Regions from separate parts of the Mus musculus genome. Here all the other regions are linked to region 3. A link is a contact called in public HiChIP or PLAC-seq and promoter capture Hi-C data. All regions are on one chromosome and are shown on one strand. The core of a region is the stretch at or near the end of the contact, and the rest is flanking DNA. Distances in the headings are between cores, read along the strand shown.

Region 1 (2,700 bases), core at 127-2,626, 670 kb after region 3:
CTCTCAGCTGGGTTTAGGGCCTCCTTGGAGGATTCAGGGCCTGATCATACCATTTAAGATCGTGTGTGTGTGTGTGTGTGTGTGTGTGTGTGTGTGTGTGTGTGTGTGTGTGTCTGTGTGTGTGTGTGTGTGTGTGTGTGTGTGTGTGTCTGCCCACCTGAGGACCTGGGAGCTAGAGACCCCTTCAATAGATGACAACTTGGCGCCAGAGCCCAGCTGGGGCCTGGCTGGAGCAAGGGTCCCAGGAGAGAGAAAGGCGCCTGCTCCTGATGGGGAAACAATGAGGTATGTCTCAGCTTCTACATTCTGGAGCAGTGACACCCTTCTCTTCTTCGTCACTCTCTCTCTCTCTCTCTCTCTCTCTCTCTGTGTGTGTGTGTGTGTGTGTGTGTGTGTGTGTGTGTGTGTGTGTGTATGTGTGTATGTGTGTGAAAAGGTGAAGAGAGGACAGTCACCGGTTCAACACATCATGCCTTACATCTCTGAAATTCATTCACCTGGTCTAACATCAGATGGAGGGGTGGGTCAAAGAGGAGCTCAGTTCGGTGTCCTGAGTCTTTACACAGTGGGGACCCCCCAACAGTATCCCTGGATATCCACAGGCAGATTCCCCTCCCTCAAGCAAATTGGGTTTCACTGGTTGAGGCCAATCCTTCTGCACCTGTCCTGAGATACAACTGACCAGGGAGCTGCCCAAATTCAGAAGACCCTGTCCAAGATCGCCTAGCAATCTGACCCATCTGGCCAAGCTAGCTGGGAGAGGGGTTCACGACTCTTCTTAAAGGACCAAGGGTTTTGAATTGGGGCCTCTGGGCCCCCAACCCCTTAGCCTACTTCCACCTTGGGTTAGATACCTTGAACGCGGCAGGATAAAGTCTGGGCGGATTGCTGCACCGGGAATTCCATCCAAACCCCAGACCCACTCCCGCCAAGGTGGAGGGGAAAGGCGACCTCCCAGGTTCCTGCCCCAGATCCACCTCAATCACCCCACCCCATGACACGGAATGGCAGAAGGAGCTGCGGGGGGCCACGCGGTGGCCACCAACCTGGACTGGAGGTTGTGGGGGCTGGGGGCTCGGCCGGGAAAGGACGCCGCCCTCAGGGTCTCCAAGGATCCCGAGGTTCCGGGCCTCGATCCTTACCTGAAATTGGGAGGCGACGCGATGTGCAGTCCCAGGAATGGGGAAGCGGCCGGTGGGGACGCGGCGCCCCCGCCCAGGCCGCTCTCTCGCTCCGCCATTCCGGGGTGCAGCCCTGGCCATCCGGGCGGAGAGCGGCGCGGGAGGCGGCGGCGGCGGCGGCGGCGGCAGCAGCGGAGGCGCGTGGAGGAGGCCGCCGCCGCCGCGGGGTTCGGACTGAGCTGGGGCGGGCGCGGCTCCGGACAGCGCGCCGCTTCGCCTGCGGCCCCCGCGAGAGCGCCCCGCGCGCGCCCCCGGGCCGGCTGGGGTCTTGTGGCCCCGCCCCCGCCCCGCCCCGCCCCGGCGCTCTCCGAAGTGCTGACGCTTCGATCCCGTGGCCCTGGGTCCCCTCGGCCTCCCTACACATCCCAGGGACATTCCAAGCACTGGCAAAGCTTTGCTCTCCTCAGAGCTGGACCTAGATCGAGGGCATCAGCGGATGGCAAGATCCTGCTCCCCAAGTCCGTCTTTGGCCTTCCACAGCAACTGGGGTAGGAAAAGGGTTACAGAAGATGGCTGAGAAAGGAGAGATGGTGGTGGAGTGGGGTCCAAGAGCAGTCAGCTATGGGGCCAGGTGACCTAAGACCACAGCTTGGTTCCACAAGTGAACAGGCAGTGGAGAATTGCATTAGTGACCTCATAGTTCCAAGGCTTGTCTTTCCCATGTGTGAAATGGAATATGAGCCCTCCATGAGCATGGGGAGGAAGAAAAACGATAGAAATACTTGTCCCTGGGAGCTGGGAACACCCACCTGTGCACTGGGATCACCTCCCGCAGAAATCTCTGAAGGCCACCTCTATCAAGACCCACCCTTTAGTTTTGTTTTGATTTTTGAGACAGGGTTTCTCTGTATAGCCCTGGAACTCACTCTGTAGACCAGGCTGGCCTCGAACTCAGAAATCCGCCTGCCTCTGCCTCCCAAGTGCTGGGATTAAAGGCGTGCGCCACCATGCCCGGCCTAAAAATGTGTAGCCCAAGCTGGCCTCCAACTCGTGATCCTCCTGCCTCTGCCTCCTTCAGCAAAGACCCCCTTGAGCCCTGACCACCCCTGATAACCTGAGTGATGCTTTTGGTTTCTTAGCCCTGTGAAGCCTCTGTATGCCAGGACTACCCCATCACTTGTTTTTCTTTCATTTCCAGTTTGTCCTGGAAGTTACCATGTAGCCTCAGCTGACTAAGAACTGATGACAATCTTCTTGAGTCTCCTGCTAAACTGGGGGATTAGTGTGAACTCCTGTGCCCAGTTCTCAGCACCTGTCTTCCCACTGCGTTTTCTATCTAGCACCCCTTTTGCACTCACACAGTCCTGAACTGGCTTCTCCTACCCTAAGGCCTAGGACCTTCCTCATCCCCAGGGCCGGATTCTTGAGAGCTTTGTGGTTGCTTCTGTTCCTTGCACCCACTCTGGGTCTAGCTGTGCTTTCTTCCTGGTTCTCTATTGGGTTTTCTCACACAACACCGTTTACCAAGACTCGAGTCCCCGTTTTTGGTGGCTCAGAGAGCCTCCCTGCCAGGTCACCT
Region 2 (2,700 bases), core at 127-2,626, 640 kb after region 3:
GTAGAGATAACATAGCAAGTGGCACAGCAGGACGTAGCCATCGCCCCCCCCCCCCCAAAGGATGAAAGATTTCAGCTCCAGGAGGTCTAGTAGGACAGAGTTTTTCCTCTCCCACCACCCACTGCTGAAAGGAAGAAGAAGGTGGGCCTAGCTGAGCACGAGCGCAGAGTTCTTCCTGCCTTGAGTTCTTCCGCATCATAGAAGCTGACCACCACCGCTGGCACCATCCATGTTCGGAAGAGTGTCTCCAGGATGTTTCTGGCTACGGCATCAGTTATCAGGTGGAGGTGCAGCGGATTTTTCCTTTTGGGTGGAGAAAGTTAGCCTAACATGGCTGTGCGGGAACAATACAGGATTCTCCCCACGGGAGGAAGCCCTGTCTGCTACAAGGAGCTCTTGGGAATGTTCTGGTGGCCCCCTTCATAAGAAAGGAAACTCAGAACAGTGGGGCTTTGTTACGGGCAGGTTTTTGACCCTCATCCAGGCCTGTCTGTACCTGTAGAATAGCAGGGACTTCGTTAGGGTAATAATCTCTCGGCTGGAGTTGTATCCCGCACACACGATAGCCACATGCAACATCTGGGGAGGGGACACCTAGGTCAGCAGCGGCCCTCAACTTCTACTAGCTAGCTTAGCCATCCTGGTCTAGAACAGTGTAGCCCCACCTGGCATCCGAGCGGAGGTGGGGATGGGGAGAAGGGGTGCCTAGATGCAACGCCTCAATTTCATAAGTGAGGAATTAGAACAGGAGTGGGGGGCGTGCGTTGCAAGCGTCCTCTGGTATCCCAGCTGGGTAGCTACATGTCAGGTGCTGTGGTTCCCACAAATGCCCAGATGGTTGGACTGGCCAGGAACCTCGGGGATGGCAGCACTTGGCACAACTACCTCGCACTTGGGTGGCAGTAGAAGCTGCGGGCTGGAGGCGGAGAGGTTGCGACTCCTGTACGGGTCTTCATCGAGGGTAGCAGTTGTGCCCAGTCCATCTGAAAAGACACGTGGCGTGAGCAGGCAGCGGTCACACAGGGTCCCTTCTTCCCCTGCCCAGCTCCGGCGCTTACAATCCGGGTCCCGGCCGAACAGGAAGAAGCCAACCACTAGCAACAGCAGCAGCAGCAGCACGGCGGCCCCCATTGCCCGGGGGCGACCTCGGGGCAGCATGACTGTGGGACTCAGGGCGGGGCGCGACCCCGGGCTGCGGGCTCCATCACCGACCCTGCGGACCAAGGACCATAGCAAGATGAGCACTGGACCGCGGGGCCCGACGGCTACTCGCCCTGCTGTGCGCAGCAGCTGGCCTCACCTGCTCCAGTGGCTCCGGGAAGGCCCTGTTCCTCCTGCGACCGCCCTGCAGTCAGGTCCCGGTCAGAATCGCGAACTAGCCCCGCCCCCAACCTGGGCTCAGGTTTCACCTTTGCTTAGCTGAGCTGGAAGGGGCGGGGAGACCCCCGGCAGGGCCCCGCCCCTGCACCGCACGGTCTGGGAACCTTCAACCCCTTTTAGGGTGGTTTTGCACCATGGCACGGGGAGGGCTAAAGGCCTTGGGGACGGCTACCCAGGGTGGTCCTGTGCCCACTACCTGCACCCTCCTGGCTCTGGGACTCCATTCCTAAGGGGAGGAACGGATGACTCTCAAAGAATTGGCAAACACACCGCGGAAGTTTAGGAAGCTGAGGGTAGTGGGGATGGGATAGGAATGTCCGGCCCAGAGGTTAGGGACACCTGCTCAGTTCGACGACAGGAGGCTGGGCCTGCTGGGGCCACCTGTAGCCTGCAGGCGTCCTCCCTGGCCCTTAGCCCTACCCAGAAGCAGACTGGAAGATGCGGGCACTGTGCCCTTTTGAAGGCCACCTCCCCTCCTGCTGGCCAAGAGCCTCCTTGCCGCTGGGGCAGGGCCAGGCATCCCCCACTCTTGTCTAGAAAGCTGTGATTGTGCCGGGCTCCAAGGCCTGGATTTCTTCCTCCCTTTTCTCTCCACCCTTCAGCGGGCCTCCGGCACGCCTTTTGCCCTGTAGGGGTGCAGGGAGCTCTGGACTGTGAAGGAGACCCGCCACGGTCGGTTCAGCACAGACTGAATGCCAAGCCCTGAGCTAAGTGTTTGCCAAGTCTTTACTCAGGTAATCCTCACATCACCCGAAGGACACAAGATGAGATTGTCCCTGAAGAGTGAAAGGAACCTACCTATAGCCTTTGGCTACTTGCTAGGCAGGCAGCCTTTCACTGCTCCTGTAGGCTCCCAGCTGTGGCGGGTCTTCTACCTCAAGACCTGCCCCTGCCCTTCCTCCTGGAATGTAGTTTTCTCTACATCTCTTACTTATTTTCCCAGGTCCTCAAGGGAAGTTGAAGTTGCCTGTTTGTTCTGGGAGGTAGCCCCCACCTCCCACACCTCCACGCACATTCCAGGCATTCAATGTGTGTATGGAAACTGGGTGAGAACTTGGACCTGCCCTTTAAGGTAAGGGCCTCACCAGCAGCTCAAGCTGGGCCTTTTAGCGGGAAAGTCCAGTTGTATAAAGGGAGGCAGATCCATCAACAGTAGCCTGGGGCTGGCTCCCGTGATCGGAATGCCTTTCTCTGGGAGATGAGGATCAGCCTGTAGGTCTTTAGCGGTTGCTATGGAAACCGAAAGCCGCCTCTTGGACTTTTAGGAATTAAGAGAAAACCCTGGTGTGCAGGGCTTTGAGTCCCGGTGCTCCATTGTCA
Region 3 (2,700 bases), core at 55-2,554:
TGTGAGCCTCCACTGCAGTCTCTCACACTCCCTCAGGCACACTGCAAATGTGGAACAGGAAGGCAAGCACATCAGAATTTCAAAGCCATTCTTGGATACACAGAGTTCAAGACCAGTGTGTGTGCCACACAAAATCCTGTCTCTAAAAACTATTTAGTGAACTAGCTACGAAGCTAACTAAAAGCACACTGTGGACTGTGGCTTTAGATCCTTGGAAGAAAATAAAAGAGAAGTAAGTGGTTTTTTTTTTGAGAAAGAATAGAATAGGCTGGGAGGTTGTGGTGTTCACCTTTAATCCCAGCACTCCGGAGGCAGAGGCAGGCAAATCTTTGTGAGTTGGAGGTCAGCCTGGTCTACAGAACCAGTTCCAGGACAGCCAAGGGTACACAGAGAGAAGCCTTGTCTGGCAAAACAAAACCAAAGAATAAAAATTTAAAAACAAGGTACAGGAACTTTCCCTTCCCACATTAAGGTGTGCCATTTTCTCTTGGATATTCTTCTAAAGCTGACCTGGAGCATTCATAGCGATTGTTCTTCAGCTCTGAGGGGAAACCAAGAATAAAGTGGTAAAGTCATTTGTTCAACTGGGACAAGTAGTGTGAGAAGTCTCTAAGTGTACGGCAGTCGTTGAACTATTAAGACGAGCTTTATTCTGCTATGATTTATCTTCAATCAATGTGCTCACAAAAGGCTAATTCCTTTTTCACTTAAAACAAGGTCTTTGGTGGCGCATGCCTTTAATCCCAGCACTTGGGAAACCCTGTCTCGAAAACCACACACTCAAAAAACAAAACAAAAACCAAAACCTAGCCAAACCAACCAACCAACCAAAAAAAAAAAAAAAAAAAAAAAAAAAAACAAAAAAACAACAAAAAAAAAAAACCACCAAGGTCTCATATAGTCCAGTTTGGCCTTGTGCTTAACTGACTATGACTTTGAACTCCAAATCCTCATGCCTCCTTTCCTAAAATGCAGGGACTACGGGGGGAGGGTGTGGGGGACTTTTGGGATAGCATTGGAAATGTAATTGAGGAAAATACGTAATAAAAAAAAAAAGTACCAGGAAAAAAAAAAAAAAGCAGGGATTACAAGCGTGCTCCTGTCTCAAAAATTTAGTTCTCTAAATTACTTTAACACTCTGTCACCAACAGAAAATGGCAGAATCCCAGCCTACTCTACGCTATAGTTTAATGATCTGGATTTGTTTATTTATGCCTAGGAAGGCAGCCGGATTTGCAGCAGGAGCTGAGCAATGTTTCGGCACTCGGCTGCAGTGCCTTGAACGATTGCTGGGGCGCTCTTCCTTTGATGTCTGGGCGTTCGTGTGTTCGATGATCTTTTGCGGCGTCTTCTTGGTTGATGTCTCCGGAGCGGCGGCGGCTGTGCCAGGTCCTGGACTGAGTTATCCCGGAGGCCCCGGGCTCTGGCCGCTTTCTTCCGCTGGTCGGTCGAGCGGACCCCTCGCTTTCTTCGGCCTCTCCCCGCCTTCCGTCCGTGGCTCCGTGCGCTCGCTGGCTTTCGGGCCGAGCTCTCACTCTCCTCGCAGGTAGGCCCGGGAGGAGCCTGGGAGGCCCGGTCCCGCATCCTTCCGCCCAAGGCAGGAGGAGACCTTAGCGCCGGCCGGTGGGCGAGCGCGCGGCCCGCCGGGGTGCGCGTTGTGAAGGGGGTTGCGCCCGGGGGCGCGGCCGGAGGGCGGCCCGGAACTGAGCGAGAAGCCGGAAGGAGGGAGAGATGCTGAAGCTGCCGGCCGGGTTCCGTAGAGAGGGGATGTCGGGTCCTGGACGCGTGTCGTCACCCCTAGATTGTAGGAACTTGGCTTTCTTAGACCCTATTCCCTTTCTCCTTTCCTACAACTCCGGTTCCGGATGTCATGCTCAGTTGCACTGGGGACCCCTACTGAGTTCAGCCTCGGAGTGCCCTTTTGAGTAGGTGGAGGCTATTGAAACTAGGCCCTCCAGCTCCTAGGAACGAAATATCACTTATAGTCTTTTGGGGTAGGGAAACCGAGGCTGAGGTAGGGGACGTGACTTTTCCCTGTGACCTCGACAGATCATTAAATGTGCTGTAAGGTTCTTTTTTTTTTTTTTTTTTTTTTTTTTTTGTCTTTAACAGTTCACAATTCTCCCATTTTACTGGTCACTTTTTACTTAACAGTCTCTCATTTGACTTTTTGGAACTCTTCTTTCTTAGAAACATATATTGTGTTACTGGAGGCTTCAGACATTAAGGGAGCAAGTGATGTTTTTGACTGGGTTTGCTTTTTCGAAGTTTGTATCGTTTTAGCAAAAGTAGTAAGGATAGTTTAGTTTTGTTTACTCATAAATAATTTGTTTACTTCCACTTTACTTCTGATTAATACTGATTCCACTCTTCAGCTTGTTCTGAAACTTTCTGCTATGGTGTTAAGTACTTAGTGCAAGATGGAAGATGCTTAAGATGGTTAAGACTTTGAATTCAGGTTCTTGTCTTGTGGAGGTCTTTTCTAGGAGGGAATCCAAGGAATCTCTTTTGAAACTTTTTTTTATTTGGTTAGTGATTTAGTCATTTTATTCAAGAGTTCAAAAGTCTGTGTAGAAATTATTCAAACATAATTGAAGATGAATCATTTGTGAACTTTACTGTTTCTCTCTTTTTTTTTTAAAGATTTATTTATTATATGTAAGTATACTGTAGCTGTCTTCAGGCACACCAGAAGAGGGT
Region 4 (2,700 bases), core at 55-2,554, 530 kb before region 3:
CTGCCTTTTTGCCTCCAAGGACACTGTATATACATGGTTCACAGATATACATGCAAGCAAAACACCCATACATAGAAAATATTTTGTTTCATCATTGTTTTTTCCAGACAGTATTTCTCCATGTATCGCTGGCTGTCCTGGAACTTGCTCTATAGACCAGGCTGGCCTACATACAACTCAGACATCTACCCCCCTCTCCAAGTGCTGGAAGTAAAGGCATGCACCACATAGATTTGTTTGTTTTTAAGTTTAAAACTATTTAGTTTTGAAGCCTTCTTATTCTCCCCAAGTCTTTCTCAAGGTGACATCGAAAGTAAAGTTTAGGCAGTAAGGTACATAATTTTATTTGGAGTCCTGGGACAGTATCAATTCTGATCAGATTTGCATTAAAGCATATCAAGGGCCCAAGATCTCATCTGCAACTGTGTGTCACTCTAAGGTTTGGAATCACAACATCCAGACACCCAACTGGCTGCCTGCCTCCAAATCCTAAAGGCTAATGTCTGGAGGAACTCTGATTCTGTGGCAATTCCAGTTATATGCCTGCATCAAAACTGATGTAGTTTTCTGAGATTCCTCCCATAAGAATTCAATGTAGTGGGTTTGGGAAATCGGAACATCCTATGCAATCCAACTCCTCCTCAAACATGACGTTTGAGTCTAATTTAATTTAGAAATCGGTAAGCACAAGAAAAGAGCTGAAAAAAACTGGGGAGTACGAAGGTTTGTTCAGGACATGAATGGCAGACTAGACTGGATCTACCTCAAGGACACAGGGAGTCCAAAGGGCTGGTTACATGCAGTACCCTACATCTCAAACAAGCCCGCTTATCGGAACAGTGTCTAAGCCAAGGCTTACACTAAACTACACACCCAAGAGCAGAAAGTTAGGCTCTGTACTTCCCCACACCTTGCCCCAGTTTTGCACCAGCCGAGGCTCTGGGATCATTTTCAGAAGCATTCCTCAAAGCAGGCACTCGCTCTCCAGGCCCAGACCCCAACCAGGGCAAGCACCAGCTTTGTAGAAGAAGGGGTAAGCCTGACCTAGCGCCTCTACAAAAGCGAGGTGTTTAAGCCTTTTCTGCCCGGAAGGTCGCGCAACAGTCCCACCCTCGTTCATCACCGCCAATCGCAAACCTTCTCCATTTGCATTCCCTCCCAAATTCCGCCTTCTCCCACCAGACTTTCTCATTCCCGGTCTCCCGCAACCCAAAGAAAGATGGCGAAGGCTGCACTTCCGGCAAGTGTCCTTACGAATGCATCCGGGCGGCTGCAGCAGGTACCGCCCAAGGCGTTCCGGCCTCTTGCTACACAGCCTACAACAGTGATGGCCGGCAGACAGACTGGTTGGAGCCAGGCGGCTCTTCTCCAGTTCCTTCTTGGCATGTGCCTAACGGTGATGCCACCCATACAGGCCCGGAGTCTACGCTTTGTTACCTTGGTAATGGGTGACGGAGTCACCAACGGGTTCGCCAAAGCTGAAAGGGCAAAGGCCGGCTGGTAGAGGGAGGGGCAGAGCTTGTGTTCTGGGGCCGGGGTCTCACTTCTCAAGGAGGAGAAAGAACCGGTTTAGGAAACCGCTGGCCCATAGTGGGTTGTGCGGCTGGATTAAGAATTGATTTGGAGCCCTAGGCTATTTTTTTTTTTTTTTTTTTTAGGGCAGGACGACCGAGTAGGAGATATTCTTCCCTAGGATGGGAATTTAGTTAAAAGGTTGAAAGTCACCCATAAAGACGACTTTGATCTTTGTTTTCCCAGTCCCATTGCCCACTTCCTCCCCCAGAAGGCGTTGCTTTCACTACTCTTCTACCTGTGCTTTGGGGCTTTACCTATTATCTCAGGTTACATTGCATCGCCCGAACTGGGGTCTTTTTTCATCGCTCAGTAGAGAAAGATGGAGTGAAATTTCCTTTCCTGGCATGTGCAGAGGTGGGTCCTGTCCTTAACTAGAAGACCCTTCTGATTCTATAGACACACCATTTTCTTTGCTCAGCTGTATCGACATGGAGATCGGTCACCAGTGAAGACATATCCCAAGGACCCCTATCAGGAAGAGAAATGGCCCCAGGGATTTGGTCAGCTAACCAAGGTGGGTCAAAAGCCAACCTGCAAGGTCTCGGGATATGCTACGGAATGAATCACATCTGGAGCACAGAAACTGGGGCTCCTTAAACTACTAGCTTCCCACATGGGTTCTGATGGACCAGATGTCTATTTTGTTGTTTTGTTTTTGTGGTTTTGGAAATTAAACCCAGAACCTTGTCTATGCTAAGCACAGTGAGCTACATCTCTGGCTATGACCAGATTTCTTAACAACTCTGTGCAGGGGACAGTATCATTACAACTGGCCACTTCTGGAATCAAATTCACCTCTTGCCAAGGGAAGAATGCCTAAATGCCATACATAGGACTTGTGGCTAATCCCCTCTCTTTGGACTTTTTTTTTTTTTTTCCCCAGGGGTTGGGGATTTGGGGGAGGTTTAAGACAGGGTTTCCTTGTGTAACAGAGCCCTGGCTGTTCTGGACTCACTTTGTAGACCAGGCTGGCCTTGAACTCAGAGAGTGACTGCTGGGATTAAAGGCCACCATGCCCAGCTCCTCTTTGGACTTTAACTCTCAGGTTTGCCCACAGGAAGGGATGCTACAGCACTGGGAGCTGGGCCAGGCCCTGCGGCAACGCTACCATGGCTTTCTGAACAC
Region 5 (2,700 bases), core at 45-2,544, 810 kb before region 3:
AGCCAAGCATATTCAAACCACCACACACAAGTCACAATTTTAGTTACTGAGGTTAGTGACCAAAATCACAAATACAAAATGGGTGTATTAGCACATGCCTGTAATCTCAGTACTTGGAAAGTGGAGGCAGGAGAATCGGATCAGGACTTAAGACCCCTGTCTCAAAATAAACAAACAAAGGAAAAGTAGCATATACATGTACAATTCTGTGCATGAAGAACTGTACCCCCCGTCCCCATTTTGAAGCAGGACTTCCTTGTCCTGTGTCCTGACTGACCCAGAGCTCACTACATACAATACACCAAGCTGGCCTGGAACAACTTCTTGCCTTAAGGGGGCTGAAATTCCAGGAGTGAGCCACCCACAGCGGGTTAGCTCGCTCTTTTTAGACAATGGCCAGGACACATTGAACTCCTGGGCTCAAAAGATCCTGCCTCTGCCACCTGAGTCTCCAGACTCGCAAGACTTCTTTCTGGCTTATCAGCTTCAGCGTCTTTCCACCTGCAGCCATTTGAGCTTGACCCACATACACAGAACTTGAGAAGGCAACTAGGTCTCCAACACTGGTCTCGGAGACAAGGTCACCCACGGCGTCCTTCCTCTTCCCCTAGCTTCTCCAGCTTTCCCAGGCCCGAGTGCTGGGCCAGCCAGGCCAGAGGGCCCGGGTCCTCACCTTCGAGGTGTTGCACAGGAATCGGGTCTCGTACTCCTCGTTCATAGTGATCACCCCGCGCACGTTCTCGTCCAGTACCAGCTGCCGAGGCAAAGAGGAGGCTCAGCGAGGGCCGCGGGGCGCCCGCAGAGGCCCTGGGCCCGCTCCCGGCCCGGCCCGGCCCGGCCCGGCGGTCTCTCACCCGGCGCGTCATGTTCTTCAGCGGCAGCGCGCCCAGCAGAACCGTGTGGTCGATGCGGTGGTACCAGTCGCGGTGCGCCGGGCCGCGCACCCTCCCCCGGACACTGTGTAGAGCAGCGTCGGGTAGAAGAGCACCCGGGCCAGGCCGGCCTCCAGCCACGCGGAGGCCGCCATCCCGCCCCACCCCGCCAGGCGCAGTGGCGAGGCGCCCCACCCCGCCAGGCGCAGCGGCCAGCCACCGGCCCCGGGGCTCGCGACCAGCCACCGCGAGAAGGACGCGGAGGACGAGAGCTGAGGGCCACCTGATGCCTCCCGACTCTTCGAAGCTGAGTCCCCGGAGTCCCGGCCCTGCCCGAGGGATCCCGGAACAGGAGCCATGGCTCCAAAGGAGAGGCGCCGCGAGGCGCGGCGAGGGGTCGGGTGGAGGGAGTGGAATGGCAAGATCGGGTGAAACTGTGACCCTGCCTAAGGAGCAGGGCCGGCTCTCCAACCCCTGACCTTAGGGAGGGGCCGTGACCCCGGAGTGCACCCATCACTAAGGAGGAGGCTCAGCAGAGAGGCTCCTCTAAACAGGGAAGGCCCTGGAGAAGCCGAGTCTGCCTGTAAAAAAAGCGGTGGTTGTCAGCTGCTCTTGGGGGAGCAGGGAACCTGAACTTGAACCTAGGTGGTGGTCTACTGCCCTGTGTCTGTCTGTCTGTGTCTGTCTCTCTGTCTCTCTGTCTTTCCCCGCCCCCCCCCCTCTCCTTTTTTAAAACCAGGTCACACTATGAAGCCCTAAATGTCTTCTACTGGCTATGTAGCTAGCTCCAGGACACACAAAGGAACCCTGTCTCAAAAAAAAAAAAAAAAAAAAAAAAGTGTGTGTGTTGGGTGCTTTGCCTGCCTGTATGACATCACCTGGGTGCAAAGTCCAAGGAGTCCAAAGAGGATGTTGGAACCCATGGGACTGGAGCGTGACTCGGAGAGAAAGCTGGAGAATGCTGGAAATCAAACCAGGGTTCCCTGGAAGAGTAGCCAGTGCTCTTAACTGCTTAAATATTTCTCCAGCCACAAGAAAATACTCTTAACCTGTATCTGCTGCTTTTCCCCTCCTTTTTGGTTTTGATTTGGGGTGATTTGTTTGTTCGTTTTTCAAGATAGGGTTTCTTTGTGTAGCCCTGGCTGTCTTGGAACTCTCTTGTAGACCAGGCAGCCCTTGAACTCAGAGATTCACCTGTCCCTGCCTCCTGAGTTCTGGGATTAAAGACATGTGCTACCACTGTCTGTCATCTTTTTCCTCCTTTTAAAAAAGAGATATATTTTATTCTTATCAAAGAAATACTCGTAATAATACCCAAGAAGGAAAGAGTAGGTTGAGAGGAGTTTGGAGGGTGGGGATGAATTTTATCAAAGTGCATTAATACATGTATGAGATCCTCAAAGAATTAACAAGTATTAAATTTAAAATGGAACGTGTAGAGCTGGAGAGATGGCTCAGAGGGTAAGAGCACCAACTGTTCTTCCATAGGTCCTGAGTTCAATTCCTAACAACCACATGGTAGCTCACATCCATCTGTAATGGGATCTGATGCCCTCTTCTAGTGTGTCTGACAGCTACAGTGTACTCACATACATAAAATAAATAAATCTTAAAAAAAAAAAAAGGTAAGGAAAAATAGCCCATTTACTTTAAATCGATAAGTGAAGCAGACATGCCATTTTCAGTGTGGGGATTGGAAAGTATAGTAAGAATTGAGTCTGCCATCATGGTGACACACCCCTTAATCCCAGCACTCAGGAGGCAGAGGCAGGTTGATCTCTGAGTTAAAAACCAGTCTGGTCTATATAGAGAGTTCCAGGCCAGATGT

Evidence for each region. Promoter capture Hi-C pulls out the DNA fragments that hold promoters and counts their contacts. HiChIP or PLAC-seq counts read pairs in DNA pulled down with a chosen protein or histone mark.
Region 1: a promoter capture Hi-C map of liver shows a contact between it and region 3, with 4 times the contacts expected there. The contact joins the promoter of Mapk8ip1 here to the promoter of Ambra1 in region 3. A contact is called at or near these places in 6 of 39 promoter capture datasets (the 3T3-L1 cell line, embryonic stem cells, liver and 2 more), 1 of 115 datasets of contacts at active chromatin or transcription factors (microglia) and 1 of 9 other capture datasets (embryonic stem cells).
Region 2: a promoter capture Hi-C map of pre-B cells shows a contact between it and region 3, with 5 times the contacts expected there. The contact joins the promoter of Large2 here to the promoter of Ambra1 in region 3. A contact is called at or near these places in 14 of 39 promoter capture datasets (the 3T3-L1 cell line, 3T3-L1-derived adipocytes, the C10 cell line and 8 more), 3 of 484 Hi-C or Micro-C datasets (CD4 T cells, CD8 T cells and LSK cells), 7 of 115 datasets of contacts at active chromatin or transcription factors (astrocytes, craniofacial prominence, embryonic forebrain and 4 more) and 4 of 9 other capture datasets (adipose tissue, embryonic stem cells, liver and 1 more).
Region 4: a promoter capture Hi-C map of liver shows a contact between it and region 3. The contact joins the promoter of Acp2 here to the promoter of Ambra1 in region 3. A contact is called at or near these places in 2 of 39 promoter capture datasets (erythroid cells and liver) and 2 of 115 datasets of contacts at active chromatin or transcription factors (double positive thymocytes and embryonic stem cells).
Region 5: a contact with region 3 is called in an H3K27ac HiChIP or PLAC-seq map of embryonic stem cells, with 4 times the contacts expected there. The contact joins the promoter of Ptpmt1 here to the promoter of Ambra1 in region 3. A contact is called at or near these places in 4 of 115 datasets of contacts at active chromatin or transcription factors (double positive thymocytes, embryonic stem cells, stem cell-derived neural progenitor cells and 1 more) and 2 of 9 other capture datasets (adipose tissue and liver).

Annotation. Positions count from the first base shown.
Region 1 is chr2:92,399,887-92,402,586 of GRCm38.p6, forward strand. Mapk8ip1 (mitogen-activated protein kinase 8 interacting protein 1) reads right to left here and starts at 1,377. Exons shown (of 12, transcript NM_011162.5): 1 at 1,143-1,377. The coding sequence starts at 1,240.
Region 2 is chr2:92,369,681-92,372,380 of GRCm38.p6, forward strand. It overlaps Large2 (LARGE xylosyl- and glucuronyltransferase 2), which reads right to left and starts at 1,377. Exons shown (of 15, transcript NM_172670.3): 1 at 1,301-1,377; 2 at 1,059-1,213; 3 at 886-983; 4 at 497-579; 5 at 180-303. The coding sequence starts at 1,158.
Region 3 is chr2:91,728,834-91,731,533 of GRCm38.p6, forward strand. It overlaps Ambra1 (autophagy/beclin 1 regulator 1), which reads left to right and starts at 1,305. Exons shown (of 18, transcript NM_172669.3): 1 at 1,305-1,546.
Region 4 is chr2:91,201,608-91,204,307 of GRCm38.p6, forward strand. It overlaps Acp2 (acid phosphatase 2, lysosomal), which reads left to right and starts at 1,305. Exons shown (of 11, transcript NM_007387.2): 1 at 1,305-1,441; 2 at 1,994-2,089; 3 at 2,633-2,700. The coding sequence starts at 1,328. It also overlaps a transcript of Nr1h3 not described here.
Region 5 is chr2:90,916,756-90,919,455 of GRCm38.p6, forward strand. It overlaps Ptpmt1 (protein tyrosine phosphatase, mitochondrial 1), which reads right to left and starts at 1,295. Exons shown (of 5, transcript NM_025576.2): 1 at 957-1,295; 2 at 855-954; 3 at 674-754. The coding sequence starts at 1,231.